Regions from separate parts of the Bombyx mori genome. Here region 1 is linked to region 2. Evidence: chromatin contacts called from public Hi-C data. All regions are on one chromosome and are shown on one strand. Each heading gives the region's core, a stretch centred on a gene start, on an enhancer-like site or on the middle of the called end of the contact. The rest is flanking DNA. Distances are from core to core; before and after follow the strand shown. Region 1 overlaps LOC110385726 (a long non-coding RNA gene). Region 2 holds the start of LOC101741876 (tetratricopeptide repeat protein 14 homolog).

Region 1 (6,808 bases), core at 3,312-5,811, 55 kb before region 2:
TTTTCTGTCACATTAAATTTCGAACAAACATTAAGTTGAAAGGGTACAACTGGGACACATCAGGCTGCATATCAATGTTTTTATTTATTCTGACTGTCACATTTGCACTTCAGAACCAATGACTCAACAAACAATGTTCAACAGTTTTTACAATTTTACCAAAACTGTCCATAATTAGTGTTTTGTTTAGAAAGGGCAGTGATAAAAATCAATCATTGTATTGTTTGCTCACTTATCAAAATTTATTTACTTTGTTTACATTTATTTTGAGATGAATCTTTATTTCATTGTTTGAATTGTAGTTATTGGTTTGTGACTATCCTACTAGTAGTGTCTGTATGCTTTCCTGCTGTGACCCAGTTCTACAGATGACTGTGGAATATGTGGCTATTGTTTCTCACGTTAAAGATACATTTAATGTGACTTAATACTGTGATCTTAATTTAAACAAGACATTTTTGTACAATTTCATTAAATAGAAACACACAATGGACATGCGAATTAGACATAGTTTCTAATCACTTTTTGGATTGTGTGATAATTAGGCTTAATTTAAAAACAACAATATTTCTACTTGAATATTATGCCAAAAAAATTTACATTTATTCCAAATCAACATTACTAGCTCCCATTTTCAATTAACTTAAAAAATCATTTGCTAAAACATATCTCAAAACTCAAATTATTTTACTGTTGAAATTTTAAAATAATATATTCATTTTATTTTATTCTACACTTAGTTCCTCTTAGAAATGTTAATGAATTAATTTTTTTTTATCCAAAGAATATTATATTAACAATAAATTGTTAGCCACAATTTAAATTGATTAGTATAAAGGACTTGTTCAGCTCATGGATTCCAAGTCCGGGTACTCTTAAAGCAATATTTAAATTTTAGACATAAACTTACAATAACATGAGCTACTTCCCACCATAGTGTGTAATAATTATTGTTTAAATATTGTTTTACTCTATTCATTAGTTTCTAGATATAATTATTAAGATATATTCCACAGTCATTTATCAATAGGATTGTCATTGTTTAAACCAAAAGGCTGCTTCTCGGATGTTATTTAAATTTACGATTTTGACGAGATAGGCACGAATTTAAAGCCAAGCTGTAGGTTAATTTTTAAGGTCTAATAACGATTGTTGGATTTTACCGTCCGAGCATATTAATACATAAAAGTGATGACATATAGCTATGATCTAGACAGTTCCCAAAAACTCCCTATATGACTTGATGAGAAAGCTTGAACACCTCATTTAATTATATGACGAGCCCATACAAAACATAGTCAAATGGGTTATCAGTGCATATCATCACAAATTAATGCAGTGATTAGATATTCTAAGGTATTAGTAGTTGTTACAGACCGTTTTAAAACGTTTGAGTCATTGAATTGCCCAGATACTGGGTTCCTAGTGAAATTATAATAAGTGTCGTTACAGACTGGCAATATCTCTATGTATGTGCATATATAATATTAATGTACTATTCATGGTCTCTTTAATTTAGTCAAGGTATTTAATAGTGTGAGTCTCTTGAATAACATATAAGTAAATGTATAACATACTAACTAAATTAATCAATAATTTAATTGATACTGTCCTCCTGTGCAAGTTTAGTTCTACTATGTTGAGATCAGCTTTAAAATTTGAACTGGACTTTTTGTACACTATTATTATTAATGTTGACATATTTCCCACAAAGTTATTTTTATAAAGATAAAATATTGATACGAGACAATACATTATATAGTTCTCCAAATTTTCTTTGTTATAAAAATGGAGTTCGCTTGACGGTCGGCAAATTTTGGAGGGGACCAACATCCGCACATTTTCTTTTTATGTTTTGATGACCTATGTTTAAAATGTTATGACCACAACAACAGTTTATAGAGATCTACATTAAATTATACTTTATTTTTAGATGGAGTCATAAATGCAAGTCTGTTTTTTATGTGTTTGTACAACGAACTGGGCTATGAACACAAAAAAATTATAGTTAAAATGTTAAACAAATTGTTTATTTATATATTTATTTATGATTCAGTGTGTAATGACTGAACATATAGCATAGATCTCAGAATGCAGCTGACATGAGTACATACTTAATGCCTGTTTTAGAAGGCACCTCATATGATAACTGTTTGCGAATAATGAATGTATAGTTCTGTTGAGAGGTGTCTTTGCTTGCCTAGTGTGCTATATCCTCAGTCACGCGCACTCGCACGGTTGTTATTGGTTATAATGAAATCAATGTTGCATTCAGATTATTTTTAGTTTTTATCATTATTTTGTGACAAAGCTGCAATCGCATGTAGTTCAAAGGAAAGTATTCGGAGCGAAACGCACAGATGTAGACTAGCTGTTGTTGTGCATGTCTCCTAAGTGTTAGTTGTGATGTAAGCGCCGCGAGGTGCTGAGGTACGATGCAATATTTGCATTCCAGTTTTGTGTTTTAAGTTTAGCAGCCGAGGGTAGTAGTTGTTAATGTTTATTTAAAATCACATTGCCAAATAATTTGGGTGTTGTGCTATTATTTATTTAACAAGAAAATCGAAAATCAATTTATTACTTTCCATCACTAATTTTATTTGTTTGATCGAGAGTGAATAATTAAAGTTGTATACTAAATGATTTTACAAATGTTTCAATCATTACAATTTTTATGCATTTTAAAATGTTTAGTCAAATCAATTACATGATATTATTCATAATAATATTTATTATTCTATGTATTGTTCTCATGTTATTTTATTTCATTCAACTGTAGTCAAATGACAGTATTTTTATAACAAAATTGTATAAGGATGAAGGGTTCAGCCAGAGAACGTCTGCATCCGGTGTTGCTACGCTAAATTTGACGTAATAAATGCATATCGACACCGATGTCGCACGTACTTCCGGCCTGTATTACGTATATCTGATAAGCATTATGTAGGTTTAGCGAAATAGAAATAACTCGGGAGACGAACTCCAGGCACCAAATCTTATTGGTTCAATGTTATTCTCGTATTATGGTGATATAGTGCGTCGCGCTCGGCGCAGAGCTCAATATTTTTAGTGACCCTTAAGAAAATTAATACCTCTTTTGAAAAGAATATAATAATTATTACATAGTATATTCAATCGATGATCACATATTATGTATTTCCCTGTTTATTTTGATGTGATATCATAAATGACTGATCTGAATTTAGTTTTTAAGTTGGTTATCGATGTGCAGTGCTATTTCGAGAGTATAATTAAGATTTAATATTGAAAAGTGCCAATGCTCGTAATTTAATCTATATGACTGTTCCTTTAATGTAGCTGTGACAGCTCGACTCCAACATCGGAAGAGAGCTCGTCTCATCTTGTCCACTTCAGTATAATATTATTAAGCAACTTCCTTCTAACGCTAAGTATATCAAATGTTAATGTTTGTAACGAACCACGTAACGTGCACAATCTCAGTAATGCTTGCAATATTATGTATAAAATGTTTTAATTCCTCAATTTAATTTAATCCAGCGTAATGTTAAGAGTACAATATTTAATGATGTTATATCATTCTAGTATCAAAATTAACCGAAGATGTTAATATTATTATTATTAGTTAGGTAAAATTTTAAACTAGCTTCGTATAATTGGGATGTTTTAGTATTTAGTAGTGTATAATTACTACGTAGTGGCAAGCAAGATGTCTCGTGTGTGATGTGAATAATGTTAGTGGCAATAATACTCGATGTAAGCTCCCTGCCAAGAGAGTTGTACAGGGTCGCGAGCATACACAACTGAAAGATAGACACTAGGCGTTTATTTGTTGTAATTATAATAATAGCCGTAGGTATTTTATCGTACTTAAATAATTATTCTTGCGATGCCTTAATTCTGGTTGTCAATTAGACACGTCTCTGCCTAGAGTGTTATCATTGTTTTTATTTATTTTAGTTTTTGCTGTTCCGGCTTCCTCCGTGAACTTCCAGTCCAGGCTGTTCTTTTAAAATAATTTTGAGGTCGATTTATTTTTACCTAAGTGTTCTTATTAAATGTTACCAAAATGTTTTTAATAAAATATTTTTATATGTAAGAATGTGTTTTCATTTATATACCTATTAATAGTAGACAAGAATACTGATATATCGTGATTCGACTAAAGCTAAACATCGCTCGCCTACGTCGTTTATAAATAAATTTAATGATGTAGGAGAGCAGAAATAGATTGTATTTTTTTAATCTTACAATTGGAATAATTTATAAACGATAACGCGTAAGGTGATCACGTTTTGATATCATAGGTCATTTATCTTTGGCTTGAAGCCAGCAACAAATAAATTGATACGATGCTAACGAATTGCGAATTAAACATTTGGGAAAATATTTAAAGGTTAGAAGTTAACAAAAAAGAAAAAATACTATTTGCTAGGTATTTGCAATTATCCGTTTGTTTTAATACGTAATAAATTAATTTCGCCCGAAAGTCAAATTTACCACCATATTTATCTTATTTTGTGCACCACCTGACCCTCTAACTCTACCTATGTTCATTGTTTTCATTGACTACTTGATAATAATTTAGTTATTTATGTAAATTTTCAAACAATTTTCATTTTCTCTTTGTTATATACCCAAAGAGACCATACTCGCCCTTAGCAATTAAAATCAATAAGTACTTTGTCAAATTAACTAACAAAGTACAAGTACATTTTTATACTATACATACAATATTTGCAATGCAATCCCAACAAAATGGCCGACATGTACAGAAGCGCCATCTGGTTGAAATAGTTCAAAACCAAAGTACACGTTTAAATGGGACAATTTCCGTCAAAACGAGATAGCGCCATCTATACTTGACTTGTTGAAAATGCCTCGACCAATCCTAGATGGCTCTGCTATGTATGTTAAGATTATTACAATGAGCTTATAGATGACGCTACTTTCTTAAGGCTTGGCTTTTCATACATTAATTTCAAATTTTCTTATTATGACTATAAAGATATCCAACAATTTAAAATTTTTATTATATTGTATTTGGAGGTGTGACTTGGCTCTGTCTGTGGGATGCTGATAACTAGGAGAAAGGGTGACCACGGTGAGCAGTAGCCTCACCTACCAGTTAGATACCTACGTCTATTTAATATTACTAACATTTCTCCTATTCAAAATTATTTAATTCTCTGAACAGTTTTGTATTAAGATCTATTTTTATTGTATTCCTGTCTACATTACTAGATCAAAATTATATTATAAAAATATCTAGAATCGCTTTAGTTTATACATTTTATTTATTATTCTCTGCTGAAGACGGCTGTGTGCTCATTATGAGCTTACTTACTACTAAAACTCAAACAACTCTGACGTCATCGCCTGACATCATCCTTGAGACATCCATTGCATTGCATGCAATCTTCCTCTCACACCGGAACACGAATTTGCAGTGGAATAAATAAGCTGCACTGACAAGTTCTCATCCAATGTTTAGCTTCCTTAAATTTTTTAATGAAGAATTATTTGTGTCACGTGGACTTTCCCAGTTTCACCAGGACAGGTGGGCGAGCAAAGGCTTAGCCCGGAGCGAAGGGTTTTGCTAATAGCAGCCCAAGCGCCTCCGGAGGACACCTATCAACCCAAAGGCAGCTTCTTCGCGAATGAATCTACCACCTAATCGGAATCGCGACCCGCTGAAAAGATCCAGCGAGAAACTCAGCGAGCTGATGTATGAGTTAGGTAGCATGTTGAACTCTGCCGAGTTCCTTGTGTACGATTACCAGAGTCCCTAAGCCGGCTCCTAGTGTTAGAGCAGAAAGCGTCTAGTTCTGAAGTTAATGGATCTGATGGATCTGTAAGGAATTGTCTAAGGCATCGACGGTGACTGGCTCCTCCGTGGGCAGGAGTCGGGGAGTAGTCAGCGGCGGCAGCGATAAGACGATTATCATGATGCATAGCTTACCAAAGTACCGTTCTGACGCTGACCACAGGAGTTTCCGGTTCGATTCGTAATTAAGTATCAATGTTACTGAAACGGTCTTTCTGGAAAGATCCATCAAGGAACAGTGCTTCACGGCAGAAATAGGCAGGGGGCGGTGGTACCTACCCGTGCGGACTCACAAGAGGTCATGCCATCAGTAAAAACAGATGCCCTAGATAATCGATTCACATCAGGCTGGTTTCAACTTTGAAGCCCACGCGTCTCGAACTACTGATGAGGCTTTTACCAATCGATTAAATATACCTATATAGTCATCCTCATGATCGGTAGATCGGTTTTTGTTTCTGTTGAAAGTTATAGATAGGTTATTCGTGAATAATGAAAAATACGATCAGTTTACATTTAATCAAACATATAGGATTTATTGAAAAGGATTACGTTTTGAGAAAAGTCCTTGCGCCCGAGAGAGTCGTCAATAAGTAATGACCTTAAGGAAACAATATTTATTTTTATAATGAGGCCTGTACTACTTTTCCCACGCATGGGATTTGTTTTTGTAGGCCTGACCGTAGTGTTCGAGAAATTCTAATAAAAAACGCTGCGTTATGACTGCAATCCGCTTCAAAGCCATTAGAGCCAAATGTTGAAGTGACAAAATTATAAAACAAGCTAATCTTACAAACTACGATTCAATTTTGTAGTTGTTTCTGTTAGTATATCAAATACTAAAGTCCAAAGATCTCATGTACAGATAATTCATCAAAGTACATCGAACCATCAAAAGTGAAAACCTTGTGAGCCTGAACGCCCCAACGTCGATCGATATCCGACGAAATTTGCGACAAAATAACATTTTCACCAACTAGGCATTGTTCGAAATCATAATGG
Region 2 (7,490 bases), core at 2,092-4,591:
TCGCCTCCAGGACCCAAGGCGGCGTCCCAGCCAGCACACACGCCGCCTCGAAAGAGATGGTGCGATAAACACGGATGATCCTGACCGCGATGGTGCGTTGCGGCCGTTGCAGCAACTTTGCTACCCCCCACGGCCAGTGACTGGCCCCACGCGGGAGCCTCGTATAAGGCCATTGACCGCATCACCCCCGTATGGAGATGGCGCGTCACCTGGTCAGGCCCCCCGATGTTGGGAAGAAGCCAGCTTAACGCGCCGGCCACCCCCAACAAACGAGGGACCAGGTTCTGAAAGTGAACACGGAAGGTCCAACGACTGTCCAGAATGAGGCTGAGGTACTTCAACTGCACCCCCGACCCGATACGGACGCCCCCAACCGCGATATGGGCATCGACAGGTGGCACTCTCCGGGGCCTGTGGAACCACATGGCCTCGGATTTACTGAGTGTCACGTCGAGGCCCAATCTCCTGAATTTGCCGATGACATGCGCCACTCCAACGATGGCAAGACGAGCAAACTCAGCAAACCCCCCCCGGGACACGACCAGCGTATCGTCTGCGTAACAGATTACGCTTAGGCCCGGGAGGAGGGCACCTCTCAGTACCCAGTCATACCCGATATTCCACAAAAGGGGGCCGAGCACCGACCCCTGTGGAACATCGCGCACGACCGGGAGCCTGTGCACGATCCCACCGTGTCCAGTACACGTGACCGATGTGTCCTCCAAGTAGGAAGCCACCAGTCGGCGAAGGTAGGGGGGCACTCCGTGTCTTACCAGGGGCATTTTTTTAAATAAAAGAACACTTATTGCGGCATAACTATAATAGTTAGACATGTGCTGTCGCGACACTTTTTGTAAATAATAATGTTTTCTACAAAGTCGTAGTATATTATTTTATTCTATCATCAATAGTTTTCGTAGGTATGCGACGTAAAGAATATTTTAGGAATTTTTTTTTACACCTTGGGTTAAATTATTGGAGTTTTAGTAAGGATACCTAATTTTTTTCAAAAAATATTATAGTCTATGTCACTCGGGAATAGTGAAGCTTCCAAACAGCGAAAGAATTTTTCAAATCGCCTTTTTTTTTCGGAGCCTATTGAATACAAACAAACAAACAAATCTTTCCTCTTTATAATATTAGTATAGATGCTCGATACGACGCTGACTTAGGCGGCGGTTTTTATTTGAACCAGTTCTAAATTATAAACTAAAATTCTATGAAAAATTACCCATAAATATAATACGAAATGGTATTAATTTATTTTTCGTAGTTTCCTTCCTTCTTGTATCGATAATCCTCAGTGCTGAGGGTCGTGGCCTCCTATAATAACTTTCTCCTGCATCATCTTGCGCCATTCCTGCCTTTCCTCGGCTGTGTGGATAGCAACGTGGACTGAGATATTGAGAGTGGAGCGTATTTGGTCCGACCAGCGCATTGGATTTCTGCCTCTGTGCCTTCTCCCGCATACCTTGCCTGTTACCAGCAGCTTTTCTAGATTGTCACCTCTCTTTCTGGCGATATGTCCAAAGATCTCGAAACTTCTCCGCGCGCATGTAGTGCTGAGGCACATTGGAATCTTGAGCTCGGTAAGAATGGATTCGTTGGTTCTGTGTTCTGTCCAACGAATCCCGAGCATTTTCCTTCAGCACCACATCTCAAACGCGTCGATACGTTGGGGATCGGCTTTCTTGAGGGTCCAAGTCTCTGCGCCGTAGAGAAAAATGGAAAAGACGAGGGAGATGACGAGCTGCTTTTTGGTATTCCTCGAGATGTTTCTGTCCGCCCAAACACGGTTTGGGACATAGCTCTCTTTGCCATACTGATTCGCCTTCTGAGGTCCTTTTCGGAGGATCCATTACTAGCTGTGACGGAGCCCAGATAAATGAAATCCGACTTCCAGGTTTAGCTTATTCGTAGTTTAATAAGTTATTATTGTTAGTAGTATTATTTACTAGTCGAAATATAATTTTTTAATTATCTTATGATGAGAATCTTATATTAATGAGAAAGATATTCAACAAAAATAGTTTCGTTCTAATAAATTATCATAGTAATAGTACAGTGAACTAGCAATTTATTTTGGTGATTCTGAATTTAAACAAACATATTGATGAGAACAATTCATTTTTACTTTGCAAATTTGTAAATACACGCTCTGTAGCAATGTACGGACATATAATAATATGAAGAAACAATAATAGCATCTACAAATACATAATTATGTACTACGTGGTACTACATTTACTAAAATTAATAACAACATTTATTAATTAAATTAATGAAATTGTGGTTTTAAAGTTTTAGGCGTGTATAAAAAATGGGGGGCGCTGAAAAGTAATTGATTTTCAAAGGGGGCGGTAAAAGAAATAAGTTTGATAATCACTGAGTTAAATGAAATGAAATGAAGATGATAAATTTGAGACATTAATCAACTGGGATGAAATTCAATGAAATGAGATGAGATTATATGAGATAAAATATAAACTCAGTAAAATTTAGTGAGATTTTTTCAGTGGACTTTTTGGAGGATCTCGTGAAGCTACGTCCAGCGGCTTTGTTTCATTTTCCCACACTTGCGCACTTTCACAAAAAATTAAACAGTTAATAAACCACCGTCATTACACATTTAAAGCTGAAGAAACACTAAATAGACAAAATAAAACAAATCACACACCTTTACTCCTCGCGTTCCACATAAAATAAATAAAGCTTTTACCTTCTAAAGATTAGGAAAGAAGTACCGTTCAAAATAAACATAATCATATTTTTACTCTAATGTACTTTCAGTGGCAAGCCGACCTCCATTCCGGGGATATCGCGCATTCCCTTCCAAGTGGTATCCGAGTGAGGAAGCTGGAGCGTGGAAGAGCAAGCGAGCTGTAGGCAACGGCTTGGCTGACCCTGGTATTGCTAATGTCCATGGGCAAGGGTATCCACTAACCATCAGGTGGGCCGTATGCTCCTTCGCCAAGAGGGGCAATAAAAAATATAAAAAGGCCTTCGTACAGTTTGCTTTTCGCTGGGAGGAGGTTAATCGGGTGGTATTTAGGATGAAGTTTAATGAAATGAAATAAAACCGAGACTTCAATAACTTTTAGGAAAAATCCGAAAGTCATGTTCATCCACTTTGTTTCAGTTTCTCACACCTGTGAACTTTCACGTACACTAAAGGGTTAGTAAGCCACCATTGCAACACATTTAAACCTGAATAAATACAAAATTAAGAAATAAAAAAATTCATACAACTTCGCTCCTCGCGTTCTCGCCAAAAGGTCCCTAACCTAAATGCTAACATATTTCACCATAGACAAAAATCGTAAATAATCTCTACTCTATTTAATTTTAGTCTGTGCTTGTACTTAGGAGCGTTTCCTCTATGTAAAATTCATTGGTCGCCATTTCGCTTGATTATTGAATAGGTTTTTTCTCAATCATTATAACATTGACTGAATTTTTTTGGAAACGTAACAACATAACTTCGTGCTGGGAAAAAAAGAGTAAGTAACAATAAAAACATATCTTTCAAATAAATTTCAAAAGTGAAAAATGTAGTTCATGCAAAATGGCGTCGTGCATTTCACTCTCGCTTTTTCTGGTAATGTTATGCCGCAAAGTTTCTAATTTTCCTAAAATTTTGTAGATTTAAATGGATCCTTTATTGGATGCGTCCTTAGTGGCGCAGTCCATAAATTATCATGGACAGCAGTTACAAAAAACGTGGGAGTCTGAGAGAGGAGAAGATGATTTAGCTAAAATCGGCGTGGGTGCTTTAGACTTTGCTGTATACCAGTCGAGACATAAGCACCTCACCTTCCAAGATCGTAGCAAGAGGTTGAAATTACATCAGTTCATAGCTAAAGAAGCTGGAGCTTTATTTGATTCTTCCTTACTGGAGGATACTCCTTCGTCGTCAACTAATGGGACTGAGACTCTAGTGCCCGAAGACAGTAAGTATTCGTAAAATAATAAACCATGAAAATTTTGTCCTATTGTTTGCATTAATATACCATAGGTAAAGGTTTACACGATATTGCTATGGAAACCAATTTAAAAATGTATTGAAATACCTATGGTTTCCTGTAATAATGAATTATTTAAAAGCCGTGTAAGAGAAAAATGTTTTTTTCATGTTGGTGTGAAATATGTAATTGTTTTCTACTTACACATATATAATACTACCTCTATTCCGTTATTAGTGCCTTTGTCAAGCTTATGAAGAGATCTTACTGATTATCATCTTTGATTGATTAGAAAACAGCCCTGAATACCCAGCAATGTAATCTGAATTATGATTACCCAAAATACATAAAAAATATGTGGTCTATGATGTCACCACCACTTAAGTGTGAGAAATCCTTAGAGTTGACTCCCACACTCATTTAACTTCAAAATGTTAATTTTCATTCAACATCTATTTGTTCTTTAATAAAAACTTATCAGCTTAGAAATTACACAAAAATTTGCATTACATTGCCAAATTAGCTGAGAATGCTCCTTTATTTTTCCCAAAAAGGACAACTTTTAGATTAATACTTAATGCAGTTTTGTAAAAGTAGCCTTAACTCTGTTGCCAGTCTATTGACAGTTTATATAGATTTACATAACCTTTTTAGAGACATAAATTTCATACATTTCATTTGCATAATATTATATCTGTATTTGGTTAGATTTACTACCTACACAATATGATTAAGTAAATGCAAATACATCTTGAACAAAATTAAATGTGGCCGGTATACATATTTAATAAGCTTAATATGATGGCATGCTTACTTCTCTAACTATGGAGGAAAGATAGTTTAATAAATTTTATTTTGTTACAGATTTGTATGCATTGATGCCTCCATTTGAAACATTTCTGAATGTGGATAAAACAGCAAGATTAAGACACTTTTTTGATGTAAGTATTTACAGTAACATCTGAAATTTTCACATTTCAAGAAGATTTTGAAGAAAAAAAAAAGTATTAAAAATAATTGTTTTCCATGTCTCACAAATGGATTTTGAGAAATCTTTCAATAAGTTGTTCAATGTCAGAAATTCTATTTACAAATAATGGCTTTAGTCTATCTTGTGTAAAAATGAAAATTAAGTCTGGAACTTTGGAAATGAAATTATTGATTAAGAAATGACAAATTCATTATTAAACTTTGCAACACATCATTTTTTCACTTTTGTACTGAAACATTGAAATGTGATTACAATGTCGCTTATGTACAGAATGTGAAGACTGGTGAGCTGATCATTGGAGCTGTAATCAACAGAACTGCGTCAGGGATGATGCTTAAGGTTCTTTGCACAGCAGGACCCACTTCCAGATATGTAGCCGACATTAATGTCAAGGTAAGTTTTTTTTTTTTTCGTTACATATTGTTAAAATTCTTGATCATACATGTCATAGAATGTGATGTACACTTAGATCACGAGACATTATTTACAAAAACAAAAACATTGTATGTGAAAAATTAATCTTTATTATCAGACATATAATTTTATTCATTCTATAAGTGATGTGAGCTATGTATTAATTTAAAATAACATGCATGGGAAAATGTCTTGTGTCTGAGATATTGCATCATTTAGCTATGATGTATCATGTACATCAAAAATACATTAAACTTTTGTATAAATTTGATAAAATGTTTCCTAAATTAAGAAGATTTAAGATAGTAAAGTAAGTAATGAATATGTATTGTCCAACAGTTTTTAACAAAGTAACTCCTTTCAGTGAATGATCATGGACTGAAAGGAGTTACTTTCAGTCAAAATGATGGTTTGAGCCTTGAATTACTGTGAGGAAATTTTTAGGTTTCTGTACATAAAACTTCATTTAACCATCCTGGTTCGTTTTACAATACATGTATATCTAATGTATATGTGTAACCTTACGCAAAAATATACCTACTACCCAATTTAAAGAAGAAAGGTCCTAATCACAAGGAGCGTTTTCCTATCATTCTTAGTCATTTCAAAAATTAAAACTATTTATTTAATGGTCATTGTTTACACATTCTTGACAGCTCAGAAATGGCATGACACAATTGACTGATAAAAATAAATAAAATAGGATGGGATTGAAAAACAGCAAAATCTAATTTCATTCAATTACACATGTCACTTGGTGTGTTGGATATCAGTTGTTGTTGTAACTATCCAAACTATGAATAATTAGTAAAAACTACTTTTATGTAGACTTCAACTTCAGGTCTCAAATTTTAATTACTACTTAACTCTAGAAAGGCTTGAGAACTCTTCAAATAAAATGTTTGTCAATCAGCTAATTCTAATGAAGTCATCCTCCACTACCACACTAAAACAAGATTCAAATTACCTAAGGAAATTAGATAACTTGTTAAACTGTTCTGATTATGTTCAGCATCAGTTCAGTCCAGGGTCATGACTGTTTGGCTGGTTAGCTATTTCTCAGCCTGAGCCCTGTGAGTCTACCAAACTGCAAGTAGCTAGAATAGCCCCGTGAGGCTACCAGCAATTAGGTAGAAAAAAAGGTTAGATAATGAAATAATACAACCATATTAACTACAGCTTATTTTATGTTAGAATAGTTTAATACTATATTATAATTATAAAAAACATCATATAAAACAAACTATGTGAAATAAACTTTTTTGCAGGCTTTTTTACCAGTAGGAAATATTATTCAAGCTGTTGACAAGAAAAATGTGTCAAGAAACTACCTGATGAATGACACTGTTTGCTGCGAAGTCATAGAAGTTATTCCAGATACAGACAAAATGGTTTGCGGCATGAAGGGTGTGACGCGAGGGCCCGATGATCCCCCGCCTAAGCCTCCGCTCGGCCTCCTGAGTACTGACGACTTCCCCTTGATCTACAAGTATGTATAAAGATTAATTTATCTTTTTCAAATAATCACCAATACCCTACACATTGCAGGTTTTGTTACACATGTTTGTTATTTTTGTACCTGTTTATTTATTGTAGTAGAAGTTTTGAAATTGATGTATTTTGTGTATACATAATATTTGAAGACTTGAATAATGGAGGATACCCAACATAACATAGATTAATAGAGAATTTTGAATGTTATTTATTTGGAAGAAACATAGAATACAGTTATGAGGATTCATAACAAGTATGGAATAATTACAAGAGGATTTCACCATATTATATTTATTTGTCATAATGAAACCGTATCTCTATTGTTTTTTTTTGGTCATTCAAAACCATGAAAAACAAAATTCACATAGGCAGGCAGGCACATGAAGATATGGAAAATACATTATTGGATAATCGATTTTCAGTACTTATATGCATTCAACAATAAAATGAGAGACCACTTTACATATTTAAAAAAAATCAAATTCAATGGAATGACAGGAGGGATCTTATACATCTGAAAATATTGTGCAAAACCATTATATTTTGAGGATAAGATAAGATAACAATCATTGAGTTGTATTGTTTTATTTTTTACATAAGAGGAAAAGGTCAGTACTTAGGTTCACTTC

The links. A called contact is a pair of places that touch in the nucleus more often than the background predicts.
Region 1: a contact with region 2 is called in a Hi-C map of whole pupa, with 2.5 times the contacts expected there. The contact joins the enhancer-like site here to the promoter of LOC101741876 in region 2. A contact is called at or near these places in 2 of 7 Hi-C or Micro-C datasets (middle silk gland and whole pupa).

Annotation. Positions count from the first base shown.
Region 1 is chr4:4,917,049-4,923,856 of ASM3026992v2, reverse strand. It overlaps LOC110385726 (a long non-coding RNA gene), which reads left to right. Exons shown (of 3, transcript XR_009972901.1): 3 at 1-4,078. Among protein-coding and RNA genes, the nearest start is that of LOC110385726, 4.8 kb to the left of the region's middle. Within about 2 kb of position 4,561, at least 8 of the 8 cell types and tissues checked have open chromatin away from gene starts, as enhancers often do.
Region 2 is chr4:4,860,383-4,867,872 of ASM3026992v2, reverse strand. LOC101741876 (tetratricopeptide repeat protein 14 homolog) reads left to right here and starts at 3,341. Exons shown (of 18, transcript XM_021350008.3): 1 at 3,341-3,500; 2 at 3,644-3,950; 3 at 4,827-4,903; 4 at 5,224-5,346; 5 at 6,636-6,856. The coding sequence starts at 3,650.